Linked DNA regions of Sus scrofa: all the other regions are linked to region 3. A link is a contact called in public Hi-C data. All regions are on one chromosome and are shown on one strand. Each heading gives the region's core, a stretch centred on a gene start, on an enhancer-like site or on the middle of the called end of the contact. The rest is flanking DNA. Distances are from core to core; before and after follow the strand shown. Region 1 holds the start of MAP3K9 (mitogen-activated protein kinase kinase kinase 9). Region 2 holds the start of TTC9 (tetratricopeptide repeat protein 9A). Region 3 overlaps MAP3K9 (mitogen-activated protein kinase kinase kinase 9).

Evidence for each region. Hi-C and Micro-C count contacts between places; a contact is called where the count stands out from the background.
Region 1: a Hi-C map of epiblast stem cells shows a contact between it and region 3, with 2.2 times the contacts expected there. The contact joins the promoter of MAP3K9 here to the enhancer-like site in region 3. A contact is called at or near these places in 20 of 47 Hi-C or Micro-C datasets (alveolar macrophages, blood, brain and 12 more).
Region 2: a Hi-C map of epiblast stem cells shows a contact between it and region 3, with 1.9 times the contacts expected there. The contact joins the promoter of TTC9 here to the enhancer-like site in region 3. A contact is called at or near these places in 2 of 5 promoter capture datasets (fetal skeletal muscle and liver), 25 of 47 Hi-C or Micro-C datasets (adipocytes, adipose tissue, alveolar macrophages and 16 more) and 2 of 2 datasets of contacts at active chromatin or transcription factors (alveolar macrophages and skeletal muscle).

What each region holds. Positions count from the first base shown.
Region 1 is chr7:94,378,620-94,383,282 of Sscrofa11.1, reverse strand. MAP3K9 (mitogen-activated protein kinase kinase kinase 9) reads left to right here and starts at 3,223. Exons shown (of 12, transcript XM_021099417.1): 1 at 3,223-3,622. The coding sequence starts at 3,223.
Region 2 is chr7:94,215,558-94,220,109 of Sscrofa11.1, reverse strand. It overlaps TTC9 (tetratricopeptide repeat protein 9A), which reads right to left and starts at 1,674. Exons shown (of 3, transcript XM_005656367.3): 1 at 707-1,674. The coding sequence starts at 1,619.
Region 3 is chr7:94,294,970-94,299,367 of Sscrofa11.1, reverse strand. MAP3K9 (mitogen-activated protein kinase kinase kinase 9) reads left to right here. Exons shown (of 12, transcript XM_021099417.1): 12 at 1-3,019. Among named protein-coding and RNA genes, the nearest start is that of TTC9, 79 kb to the right of the region's middle. Within about 2 kb of position 2,952, at least 11 of the 83 cell types and tissues checked have an H3K27ac peak or open chromatin away from gene starts, as enhancers often do. A contact at or near this core is called in epiblast stem cells, where this site is marked.

The sequences.
Region 1 (4,663 bases), core at 1,974-4,473, 84 kb before region 3:
CCATTCAGTCACAAACATGTACTGGGAACCAATTATGTGCCAGGCACTCTCTAGGTGCTGGGAAAACTGTGGAGAACCGGACAGATGGTTGCTGCCCTCATGGTGAACAAGCTAGGCATTAAATAATTACAAATAGCCAATTAAGTACTTACTCGTCTGAATCAAGTAATTACAAGGCCCTCAACAATCTGGTCTCATCCTATCTTTTCAGAGTTCTTTCTCATCCTTTTACTCCATCTATGGGCTCACTCAGGCTTCCCCAACTCTGTGGCTGTGTCCATGCTCAATCTCCATTCCTGAAAGCAGGTGCCTCTCCTCTCCAGGATGGGCTTTGGTTCTGCCTCTTCCATGAAACCCAGCCAGACAACTCCTGCTAGACAGCTTTAGCCTGAAGGATTTTCCCTCATTTGAATTCCTAGCACTTATCCATTCAACAAATATTTACTGAATGACTTCTTGAAATATTTGATGAATGACTCTTCATGAGGCCCTGAACACATGCTATGGTATTAAAGATTTAGTTACGTGGGGTGTTAGTCTTTTCCTACTGAGAAGGATCAAGAAATTTTTTCCCTCTTCTGGGTGGGGAAGGAATGGAGACCAATGGAGTAAAACAAAACTGTGCAGTAAAACAAACAAAATCATCCATAAGCAAAATAAAATACAAATTTCCCAGTTACTCTTAATCCTACCATTTGAAAGAGAGCCACCACTTACAATTATTTTCTTTCTTTTTTTTTTAGTTTTTTTCTTTTGCATGTTTTTCTCTGTGTATCTACACCATTTTGTAAAATTCCTTTTTCCTCCAAATTAAATTTTTATCAAGAAAATATTTTTTCTTATGGTATTTTTATATTTATTTGTTTATTTATTTATTTTTTTTAGGGCCACACCTGAGACATATGGAAGTTCCCAGGCTAGGGGTTGAATTGGAGCTGCAGCTGCTGGCCTGTGCCACAGCCACAGCCACAGAGGATCGGAACCACATCTGCAACCTACACCACAGCTCACAGCAATGCTGGATCCTTAATTCACTGAGCGAGGCCAGGGGTTGACCCTGCATCCTCATGGATACCAGTTGGGTTCTTAACCTACTGAGCCACAAGGGGAACTCCTCTTATGGTCTTTTTAAAAATGCGAGATACCTCTACCCCCTCCCTACTAGCTCTCTTCTATTTGGGAGTGGAACAGTTTTATGTTGAACAAAATTCAGAGATTTTATTCGAAGACATTCATATTTTTTCCAGTTCACTGATCCTATATATAGTAAGAATCTGAACACTGTTTCAGGGCATTTACTCAGAAGTCCTTTCTCAAGACCTACTCCAGATGCTCTTCAATACCACAATCCATCCTCCCTTCTTCAAGACATGGAACGGATGGGATACCTAGGTATACAGTGTAGCCATATTTGTATGCAAACCACAGAATGTTGGGCCTACAAAATCATAGGTGATCTTCCAGTCCACCCCTGGGGATAAGCAAACTCTTAGGTACCTGCAGCTGATGAGCAGGAGATGCCAGCCCTGGTTATCTTTCCAAATTGCCCCACTGTCTTCAGTTTGTCTAAAAATTAACCCCAAAATAAAATTAAAAAATACTCAGTGAGGCACTAACTCTTGCCAAATAAATTGCATCTATTCCTACCATGGAAGGGTAAAAAGGCAACACACTTTGGTAGGGATCAGGCTAAATCTTTCCGCACAGACTTGTCTTTGTCGGAGAATCTTTTCATGGGAAATCTATAATGCTATAAACAGATTAAAGCACAGAAGAAATACTAGACATCACCTCTTTCTTAATGTTTGAGAAGTGGAAGCTAACAAAAGGATGTAGGAAAAGGGCAGCTTTGCTCATAAACTGCAGTATTGTTTTGTATGTATATTCAGCTTTGGTTTTTAATTTGATTTCCATAGAGGTCACCATGATCCAAGGTGAAATTCCCCCAGATGAAAGAAATCCAAGATTTGCAGAAAAATTTAATCTCTTCAGAGAGACAAAGTCCACTTCACCGACAGCTTACCCAGACTGTTTGAGCCCCAGGAAAGTGGTCTTTGGTCTGAATTCTAAAAAATTGACGGTATTGGAATTTCTTCTAACAGGAACCCTGGAAAGGGGGAGTTTTATGCAGTTTCATAAAGGCGAGAACTATAGAGTTTTAAGAGTTCTTTTAAAGAACACAGCAGTGGGTCTGAAGGCCTTAATAGACAGGGGTGGAAGTTAATCCACCTGATAGGATGCACAGACCCAAGAGAAGGAAGAATCCAATTGTAAAGGGGAGCTGGAGAAGAAAGAGCTCTCCCAGGGCGCAACCTAGCTCAATTCCCCTCTGCTAACTCTCAGTAGCTCACTTTAGGATTTAGAACACAGGTGCTAGCCCTCCGCGTCAGACAAAGGGAGCGGTCTCCTACAGCCTCTTAGGGATGAATGAGGGTTCAGCTTACCTTTTAGGGTCCACCCATCCTTCCTCAGGCGCCCAATGAAGCCGCAGTCTCTTCCTGACGGGCGGTGTCGAACTCTCTCCGGAAACGGACAGGTACCTTGGACCAATGGTTGGAGCTGAGGCGGGCCAATGGGAGCGAGAAATGGGTCAACCTGGGGTTTGAGAATGAGAGAGCCCGCACAGGGGCGGGGGCGGGGGGCGGGCGACGTAGGCGCAGTGGGTGGAGCGGGGCGAGCGGGGCGACTGGCGGGACAGCCTCAACCGCGGCGGGAGGAACCTGCGGACGGGTTGGCGGCGGCCAATGGGAAGGCGGGTTGGCGCAGGGGCGGGCCTGGGCTCCGGGAAGCCCCGCCTCTTCGGGTCCGCAGGGCTGGGGCGGAGCCAGGTCCGCGTCAGGTGGTCCTGGGCGTGCGGGCGGAGCTGGGGGCGGCGCGCGGCGCGGAGCTGGGAGAGGCGGCCGGCTGGAGGCGGCGGGCACCGGCTGCTTGAGCAGGTACCCGTGGTGGAGGTGGTGAGGCCGCCCCAGCGGTCGAACGCGAAGGCGGGGGCTCCGGCCCGCCGCGCCCCCATGCTGCGCTGAGCACTCGCACTCCGCTCACTTGTCGCGGCGCCGCGCCAGCCACAGCGAGCCGGCTCTCCCCGCCCTGCCAGCCCCGGCCCTACCTGCGGCCGCCGTCGGGGGAGGGGGGTTCCCCCAGCTCTGCGGAGCCGCATGAACAATAGGCAGCGGCGGCTCCTGCGGGCGGCGGCAGCCCCGCACCCTATGGATCGGCCGCTCCATGGAGCCCTCCAGAGCGCTTCTCGGCTCCCTGGCGAGCGCCGCCGCTGCCGCCCAGCCGGGGGAGGATGGAGCGGGGGCCGGGGCCGAGGAGGAAGAGGAAGAGGAGGAGGAGGCGGCAGCGGCCCCCGGGGATCTGGGCTCCGACACGCCGATGCCCTACTGGACGGCGGTGTTCGAGTACGAGGCGGCGGGCGAGGACGAGCTGACCCTGCGGCTGGGCGACGTGGTGGAGGTGTTGTCCAAGGACTCGCAGGTGTCCGGCGATGAGGGCTGGTGGACCGGGCAGCTGAACCAGCGTGTGGGCATCTTCCCCAGCAACTACGTGACCCCGCGCAGCGCTTTTTCCAGCCGTTGCCAGCCTGGCGGCGAGGACCCCAGTTGCTACTCGCCCATTCAGTGTAAGGAGAAGGCGGGGCGCGGGAGCCTGGCGGGGGCTGTGGGGGGGGGGGGATGATGGAGCTTGGGGTGGTCGAGGAGGGAGAGGAGCCCTCCTTGAAGGTTAGGTTAAGGTGGTCAGTGATTGACCTGATGTGTGCAAGCGTCCTCGGGCTGCAGGGGCTTTGGCCGGTGCAATTGGTTAGACAGACTTGCCGCAGGCCGCGCCTGGAACCTCAGGCTCTTGGGCTTCTTCACCTTCGCCTGACCACCTCAGCAGCAGCTCCTGATTGTACATCCTGAAGCCCTAGCAAGAGAATCTCCCTCGCACTCCCCACCCCGCAAATCTGGAAGGATTTTAGGCCGGCTGGTGGTTTCTATTATAACCTTAGTCCCCCAGTCTGGGACCTTCCCGACCTTTTCTAGCGCCTTCCCCGCCCCTTATAGGTATTTGCTTTGAAGGAGACGGGGCGGGGGGGGGGGTGTTTCCCGCGGGGCTGGACTGGCGCACCGGTCCCGGAAGTCTGTGTGAACTTACGGCTGAAGTATCTTTCTTGGGTTGCTTTCTTGGATCCTAATCTTGTATCTTAAAAGTTGTACCTTTAGGAGTCTCAGTGAAGAATGTGCTAAGAAGGGTGTGTATTTGTGTGGGGGGGGGGCAGAAATGATTAGGGAGGGAAAAGTATGCCATTCCCCCCACGAGAGATCAGGAGCCCAGGCACAATGGCTAAATCCCAGTCCCTTGACACCTATACAGTGTATTTTCTCCTTTATTCTCACCCTAGATCCTTGCCTATATTTGGTCTTTGCCAAATCTCAGGGGGCCCATGCGCAGGGGTCCCTCCCAGGTCTTCCAGTGTCCTGGTTTTCACCAATTTCCCAGGAGCCCCCTGCTCCACACCCTGTAATGAAATTTTCTTTGTTTTTTCAAAGAAGTTGCCATTAGAATCCTTTAATCAGTGATGCTAGGTGGTTTTAGAAGAAAGATGTAAATATCTCCTGGGGCACTTTACACTATTTTGTATTTGAGGTTTTCCGTAATTTCTTTGCTGTTAAAAAAGTAT
Region 2 (4,552 bases), core at 425-2,924, 78 kb after region 3:
GGGAGACAGAATGTAGCACAGCCCAAGCCCAACCTTGAGCTAGCTTCCCTTTGAGATCGCTCTCTTCACCTGGCAACGGGGCCCCAGCAGAGCTCCGAGAGAAGAAAGTGGCATTCTGGAATCCATCTTGCTTGAGATGCTGAAGGCATCTTAGCAAACTGCCCTTTACTACTGAGGCCAAAGGAACTTGGGGAAGGACTTTACTATAGGGATGCGGCCAGCGGGGGTGGGGGAAAATGAGGGAGAGCTCCGGTGCCAACGATCCCCGAGGAGCGCAACCGCTGGGCAAGCGGTGGGTGCGGGTGGCCCACCCTGGGTGCTGCTTCCCGCATTTGGACCCAGGTCCACTGCTGAGCAGTAGTAGCGGCAGTCGCCGCCAGGCCGGCTGAATCCCCATCTGTCTGTCCAGCTATTTATAGGTGAGATTTACGAGGATGCGAGGGAAGAATGCGGGATGACAACGAGTTCTGGAAGGTCTAATCCTAAAAGTCACACTTCTTCTAAAGCGCCCCCTCCCAGGTTCTCCTTCCCAGGGCAGAGCAGCACGGTCCCAGCTGGAGAGTGTGCGTCGCGGGCGCGCCGAGGCTACGGGCCGTGACCCCTGGGGCCGGGCGGGGGGCGGGGGGGGGAATGGGGATGGGTGCTGAGCGGGAGACCTAGAAGGCAGGGGGAGGAGGGGTCGGGGGCGCGACGCGACGCAGCTCACCTGCCAGGCTGTTGTAGCAGTCGATCTCGATGGCTTCCACCGTCTTGCTCTGCTCCTCTGAGAGGCGACCGGGGTTGGGGGCCCCGGCCGGGGAGGCCGAGCGCGAGTCCCGCTCCCGTTCCCCGGCAGCCGGCAGCAGCCCCTTCAGCTCCAGCAACGCCCTGTGGTATTTGCCGATGGCTTCGCGGAATTTCTTGTCCTTGTAGCACTGCGCCCCTTGGCTCTTGAACTCGTGCGCGCGCCTGATGAACTCGGCGGGCTCAGCCGCCGCCCCAGCCTGGCCCCGCGCCGGGGTCCCTCCGCTGCCGCCCGGGACGCACAGAGGCGGCTGTGGCCGCTGCGCCTCACCGGCCGCGGGCGGGCTAGGGTTTCCTTTGGCCCCGGCCGCCGAGCCCTTCCTCTCCATTCGGCCGCCTCCCGGCTCCCCGCGCGCGCCGCGATCCGCCCGTCGCCGCCGCTGCCGCCGCCGCGCCCTCCCGGGTTTAAAAGCGGCGGGCACCGGCCTTGCGCCTGGCAAGCTCGGCCACTGCCGTGACACCCCGCGGCGGTCTGTCGCCCCGCACTCCCATTCTCTTCGCTGTCTGCGGGAGGCTGCTCTCTCCTCCTCCTCCTCGGATTGCCTTCCCCTCCTTCCCTCCTTTCTTCCCTCCCTCCCCCACTCCCGCGCCGCCCGCCCGCCCTCCTCCTCGCCCTCCTCCCCTCCCGCAACCTGCGGAGGTGGCGACCTGGCCCTCGCGCGCTTCAGGGCTAGCGGTATGGGGGACCGGGGGCCCGATGGGGTTGGCGGTGATTGTTGCTGACCCGGAAGAAGCTTGGCTCCTTTGAAGGAGGGGAGGATTAATGACAAAGACCGGCCCGTTCTTTCCCATTCAACCCGGCCTTGGGAGAAGCGGCTAGTCTGAAAGACACGCATGGGGGAAGGGTGTGTGTGTGTGTGTATGTATGCGTGTGTAGGGAAGGGTGTGTGTGTGTGTGTAGGGAATGGGGACGCCCGCGTCGAAGGCTTGCAGACTCACCCTCAATAGATTTCTTATAAACTAAAAAGAAAGGTGCAAGAGGGAAGCCAGGGGTGTGGGCAAAAGCCACAGCTTCTGGTTCTTTGCAGTAAGGCGTTGATATTTTTAAGGTGGCAGGGCCTCTTTTTGTGTGTGTGGATGCAGGTGGTGGCTGAGGTGGGTCTCCGTGGGGGGCTGCACCGGCACCCAGAACACAATGTGCACTTCAGAGTGGGGCGTTGTATTCTAGGAGCCGCTGTATGCTGGCGCCTGGACGTGCGGGCAGTTGTGCAGAATGAATCACAGACATCAGAGATGGAAAACACCTGTTACTGTTGGTCATCAGGGCGGGCGTGCGTTCTAGTTTCTAGTTTCTGTTTACAGGCCAGTTCTTCCCCGCCTTGGGAGGTTCCATCCCTTACTTCATTCATTCTTTCGGTGAGCCCTGAGCGGCTGGCTGTCTGCTGGGGATTTCCTGAGGTCAAGGAGGGGACAAAGACAGGCAAGGAAGGGACTGCCTTGCTCTCACTTAACTAACTCCCAGTCTACTGGGGATATACACCACTCATCGGTAGAGTCACCCTGCCAGGTAGAGATTGGCAAATGTTATCGGGGAGGAATGGAAAGTGCAGTGCAGTCTGGAGGAAAGGAGGCTTTGAGCAGGAAATGGCATTTGAGGGCCTTGAAAGATGGGTAAGATCTGGACATGAGGAAATAGATGGAAATGACATCTCAACCAGAGTGAGGAAACAGCTGAGGTCATGATGTTCAGAATCTTGGATGTGTTTGGGGCATAATGGTTTGATTTTTGTGGCCTAAAGAGAAGTAACTGGAAATGATTGGGTTACATTATGGAGGCATTTGGATGAAGGGCTTGCATTTGATTTTGTAAACAATGGAGAAGGCTGGCCTGTTTTTTAGTGCCCCCACCTTTTTTCTTTCTTTCTTTTTTCTTTTTTTTTTTTTTTTGTCTTTCCTAGGGACACACCTGCAGCATATGGAGGTTCCCAGACTAGGGGTTGAATCAGAGCTGTAGCCACAGGCCACAGCCACAGCCACAACCACAGCAACGCCAGATCTGAGCCTTGACTGTGACCTACACCACAGCTCACGGAAACGCCAGCTCCTTAACCCACTGAGCGAGGCCAGGGATTGAACCCACAACCTCATGGTTCCTAGTCGGATTCGTTAACCACTGCGCCAAATTCCAAGTGCCCCCACCTTTATGAGGCTGAGATAAATATATATATATATATATATATATATGTATTGTAAAGCAGTGGTTTTCAAAGCACAGCTTCCTGACCTGCAGCCTCAGCGTCACCTGGAAAATTGTTAGAAATGCAATTTCTAGGGTCCCAGTCCAGAACTACTAAACCCTAGGCATAGGATCCAGTAACCTGTACTTTAACACTTCCCTGCCCCATTGGTTCAAATGCATACTTAAATTTGAGGACCCCAGCTCCAAAACCTTATTACTCAAAGTGGAGGCCTTGGACCAGTAGCCTCACCCAGGAGCTAGTTAGAGATGGAGAATCTGCAAAATCGCAGACCTACTAACCCAGAATCTTCAGGTTACCAAGATCACCAGGTGATACATGTGCCTGTTAAGAGTGTGGAAATCACTGCTCTAGAAGATTTGCAAAGTACAGAAACATATAAAGAAGAAACCCCCAACCCTACACCATCACCCAGATATATGCTTTATGAGCATTTTCATGTAATTCCTACTGGTTGTGTTCTATGCATCTATATTTGTACAGAGTGCTCTTTTAACAAATATGAATGGTAAGGGACAATATACACACTTTTTATTTAATTTATATTTTATGCTCTATGTGATTAAATAGTCTTTTAATGCCTTATTTTTAATGGCTTCATAGTATTCACTTTATGTCTGTAGCACGGTGTACATAACCATTTTTCTATGGTCAGATAGATTGATTCCAATTGTTTGCTACACTAAGGAACACTGAGATAATAAGAAATAATAGATGCCTTTTATATCATAACAATCTAGTGAGATAGGTGCTATTATTATCCCCATTTTGGACACCAGGTCACATAGACTTGCTCAAGGTCACAGTGCTAATAAAGAGTAGAGCTGGGCTTTAAATCCAAGCCATCTGGCTTGTATCTATGCTCTTAATAACTTTTTATACTTAAATTTTTGTCCTAATTCATCTTCCCTTACAAGAAATTAAGCTAACTTCTCAAAATGTCTTGAACCTGCTGTCAATTTGCTTTTTAGAAAGGTTCCTCCCACCAGCAACATGCTAGTTTCCCAACATCTTTGCCAATATGGAAGTTTAAACTTTTAAAAATATTTTCTATTTTGATAAATAAGAAACTGTATATTGATTGAACTGGAATATCTTTACTTTCTAGAGTGAACATTTTTCACAGATGTAGTTGCCATTTGTATAGTACTGAGGGTTTCTATTTGGACACAGCCTTAATATACTAAATCATATCTTATATGTTAGAGCACCTTATTTTTCTAAGTGTTTGAATATCTTTAATCTCATTTAATCCTCACCTTAGTCCCAGAGAAGGAAAAACAATTCTCTATTCACACAGTGAGTTTGCAGTAGTTTCTGATCAGTGTGACATCATACTAGTTCAGTGGTTAAGAGGCTTTGGACTTAGGTAAGAGCTGGAATTCTTTTTTTCTTCTTTTGGCCACACCTGTGGTATGCAGAAATTCCTAGGCTAGGGACCAAACCCACCAGCCAGAGCAGCTGCAGTGACAATGCCAGATCCTTAACCTGCTGAGCCACAAGAGAACTCTTGGAATTCTATTTTTGCTGCTTCCTGAGCAAGTTGTTTAACTTCTGGAAATTTCAAATTT
Region 3 (4,398 bases), core at 1,703-4,202:
GCTGCTTCCCAGGAGGCCTCAGTCCCTGGTTTCTCCCTGGCCTTACCGCCTGGGTAGGAGCCACCCCCAGGCACTGGCGTTGGAAGGCAGGAGGCAGAAACTGGAGTCCTGGCTGAGGGAGGCTAATTACCAGGGCTTGGGCTTCTGGTTGGCTGTGCCAGGTGAGCCTCTCCTCCGCTTCTCAGACTTTTCCATCTGTCCTGATGCGCTATTGACAGGCCCCTCCTCTTCCTTTGACCATTTCAGGTCTTGGGCCCTGGGAGTGCCCTGGCCTCCCTGGGCTGCTCCTTGATCTGGAGCCAGTAGGACTGGTCCTTCCTGATTCTTCCTGGCTGTGTTCCCTGCATCCTCTGCCCGTGGCCTTGCTTTAGGTCTTTTGCTCATGACTACAGCCAGAAATAGAGAAGAGCCTTGGGGCCCAGCTGGTCACGGAGCCAGGAGCTTTTCTCCTCTCTTCGTTTCTCTTGGAAACAGACTTTCCACTGACCCATCCTGCCTCCTGATGGGTCTGACCCACCCTCCCTTTAAACACCCACAGCCTAGTTTTACCAGGCTGATTGGCAAGCATGGACCTGGCAATTGCACAGGTATCTTGGGCCAGAAAGTCAGAGTACATCCAATCCCAGATGTTCGGAGACAGGCCCTTCTTACTGGGATGTGTGGAGTGGACATCCAGGAAATCCGAAGCCAGAGGTCAGGCTGGCTCATCAAGAGGGGTCCTGGGGAGTGGTGCCCCCATGGGTATGATGGCCTTGCTCTGCGCTTGCTGAGCTCCAAGACTGAGTTTCAGAAGCAATATGTTGTCCATGTTCCTAAAATCCTTCCTACCCAGGTACCTGCTTTGGCAGATCCTGACTTTCTTTAAAATTTTGATACTGTGGTCACCATCAGGGTTTTTTTCATTAATTTTAATTTTTAAAAGTATTGCACTGAAACGTGATGTGTCCCCATAACAGGGTTTTTGGTGCCCTCTTACAGTTTACATCCAAGGCAAGTGCCATTCTCATCTTATCCTAGTCTCAGCCCTGCCTGGCCCTCACCTGAATCTGTGAGCAAGCTCAGGCAGAATTGTCAAGTAGGTTTTAGGTTTTTTTTCCAGTTGCCCTTCTTCCCTTCAGGTCCTGAGTTTGGTGGTATCTCTCTGGAAGTGTCTGTGTTCAACTAGGAATGTGTTCCCTTAACAGTGAAACACCTGGGGCCACTTTCAACCTTGGACTTCGTTGCAAGGTTGCAAGGGTGACTTTTCCTTGATGGCCCCCATCTTCCTTTCAGGCTCTCTGAAACCCTAAGGCCAGGTACACGTGTGTATGTGTCTTAAGGGAAAAGGAAGTGATTACGTGGAGAGGATTCTTTCTCCCCTGAGACCCCTTTGGGACCTCTTGGAGTTTGCAGAGATGTGAATGAATCATTCTTCCTCCCAGGTTGAGAAAGGACGGAGGGAACGGGGGCGTTTTCCCTCCGCTGCATCCCTAGCACTGTGCCTGGTCCACAGTGACCTTCGGAATGCCAGCCGTCCCACCACCTCCACCAGTAAGGTTTTCATTACCATTATTCTCTGTCATCTTTATTTTCCTCGTCATTTATCTTTCCCTCCAGTTCTGGAAGCCATGCTGGCTGTGGCTCTTTTCTTCATCACTGTTAGAATGAGGCATGGGTTTATCCTGGCCTGGATATGGGGACTAACAATATATTATGTGAAACCATTACATTTCTTCTAGGCAGAAGAGATTTATATTCTTTTTTCTCTTTTTGGGGACTCAACAATAATCCTGGGGGGTGGGGCATAAGGTATTACCTCCATCTAGGATGTGGAAACCAAGGCTCAGATAGTTATGTTACATGCCTAAGATCACGTGGCTAGGAAGCCGTGGTGCTGCTCTCCTTGGTTCCAGAGCCATCTCTCTTTTGCTTCCGAGCATGTTTTAGACCACGGTTTAGAAACTCTGGGAGAAGATCCGCCTGGCTTAGGTGTGCTGAGGCTCTGAGATGGCTCTTTGTCCAAGGAGTTGTCCTGCGGCTAACCCATCATCTGCCTTCACGACCAGAGACACCCAGCGGGACCTGCAACCTCCCTGGAGCTCAGCCGAGCCCCCTCTGCTTCTGGCTGCTCCCTCCTCCACCATTTCCTCTCCACGATTGTTCAGGGACCGTTCCACGTTGGGGTTGAACGTGTGGATCCTCTGGGTCTCCTCCAAGGACCACTGAAGCCCCGTGGGCCTCTCTCCGGTTTCCAGCCCACCCTTGCCCCGTTACTGCTCTTTGCTGCAGCTTCAACCCAGTCTCTCCCAGCCTCTCGAGTTTGGAAGCCTTAGTGTGGCTCCTCATGAAAACTTGAAATCAGGCTTTTGCCTTTTTATTGTATCAAAACAAACAAACAAAAAAAACATGCCCTTGGTACCCAGTTGTAGCCAAGAAGGGAGGTGATGAACTTGACAACTTTCTCCTAATTTCCCCCACTACCCATCCTGAACACACACATGCACATATGCTCACGCTCACAGGCATGCTCACACACTCACCCAGGTTTAGTCTGAGACTGTGTCTGTATCTCCTAGAGGATTAAGGAAAGGAGCTGGAAATGGGTTTTATTTAATTCACAGAAAAGCTTTCTTTGGGATTCTCCTCCCCATTGGAGCCTCTGGGTCCCAGTAAAGAGGAAGTTCACCTACACGTTGGTTTTGTTCCTCCTACTTTGCATCTCTAGGCCTTCCCCGCTCTGGCGTCTTGTCCATGTGTGCTCACCCTGTGTCCTTGAATGCCCATTTTGCTTTGGGATTTAAGTTATTGTAATTTGTCAACAATATTTAAAAATAGAAAAGTCCTGAAGGAAATGTATCAGGTTCTTTTCTTCGGCTTTTTTTTTTTTTTTTTTCAAGGTACTGTAAATTGTTAACTAGGGTTGCCAAGCAGGCTTGGTTCAATGGCTAAACCTCTTAGCGTATTACAGTGTCATGCTGATCTCAGCCTGGTCTCACCACCAGAACACACACAGACTTGAATAAAACTGTTATAACAATGACTCCCCATTTGCCGTGGTGCTTTGTAAACTGGTCCTCCCTCCTCTTTCCTTTGTAGGTATACAAGATGTCCGAGTAACCGGCCGTTTCTAGGGAATTTCCATATGTAGGGATTAAATAACGAGGGAGGGAGGGATACGGTGTGGGAAAGAGGAGGTGGGTGACCACACTCCCTGAAGGTCCTAGAGCCCCCCAGCTGAACCCCCGGGGCCTTTCTGAAGCATGGCACTGACCGGTCCCTGCCCAGGTGGTTCAGGGTCCTCTCACAACTGACTTTTGCTCAGGCAGGTCATGGCTTTTGGCTTTCAGAGCTCTTAGCAAGCGTGTGCTGTCTCCCAGCCCATAGCAGTGTCCACCCTGACGTTCCTGGTGAAGCTGTGAAGGCGCCTAAGAGGACAAACGCCAATGGAGCTGTACACATGTGGACAGGATTCGCCAGCTGTGAGTCGTGGGTTCCCTGTGGTCTGGATACTCTTGATGGCACTGGCCAGCTGTGTGACCTTGGGCAAGCCACTTAATCTCTCTGGGTCTCTTTTGGAGCAAGCTGGTCACAAAGCAGCCGTTGTGCTCTCATTTTCTGTGATTGTGCGCTGGGTGGTGTTGACAGGGAAATCAGACAGAAGAATCCTGTTTGGGGCCATTCTTCATCACTTCAGTCCATTGTTTCAGCATTCAGCTGCATGTGGAAAAGTGGCTTTTGAACTTCTCTATCAACCTCCTCGTGCTTCATGCTGTGACCTTTCACTCACGCCAGACCTCTTAGCCCCCTCCTCGGCAACCCAGGGAGGGTGGCTGTGGGCTGGGTGCTGGATGCTCAGCCTGTGGGGCAAAAGATGACCTTGTGCTGAACTTCAAAGTAGGTTTGACGGGGGCCGCATAACCTTTGTCAGATTGATTGGGCAGAGATGCACACTTGACCCAATTCCTTGCAGAGAAGATGCCATGAGAGACGTATGTGTACAAATTGCTCCATGTTCCTGCAAAGCAGTTTGGTCATGTGGCATTCATCCTATAACATGGGCCCAGAAATGTCATTTGCCAGTAACAACCAGCCTCAATGCACCAAACACTGCACTAAGTTTTGACCTGCATGATCTCGTTTATAGCATCTCAACATCCTTAGAGTAGATCCCATTATTCTTTCCATTTTATACCAAAGAAAATGAACATCAGAGTCAAGTGACGGGCCCAAGGCCACAGAACTATCAAGCAGTGCAGCTGGGATTTGTCTGAGTCTAGCATCTGCCCTCATATCATAAGAATGAGTCAGATGCAGACAAAGACTTATTTATAAGTCACCCCAGCATGATTTACAGGAGGGCACTAGTAACTCCCAATGACCCAAACCAGATGTCTTGAGTCCACCTCTGCCCGCTTCCTC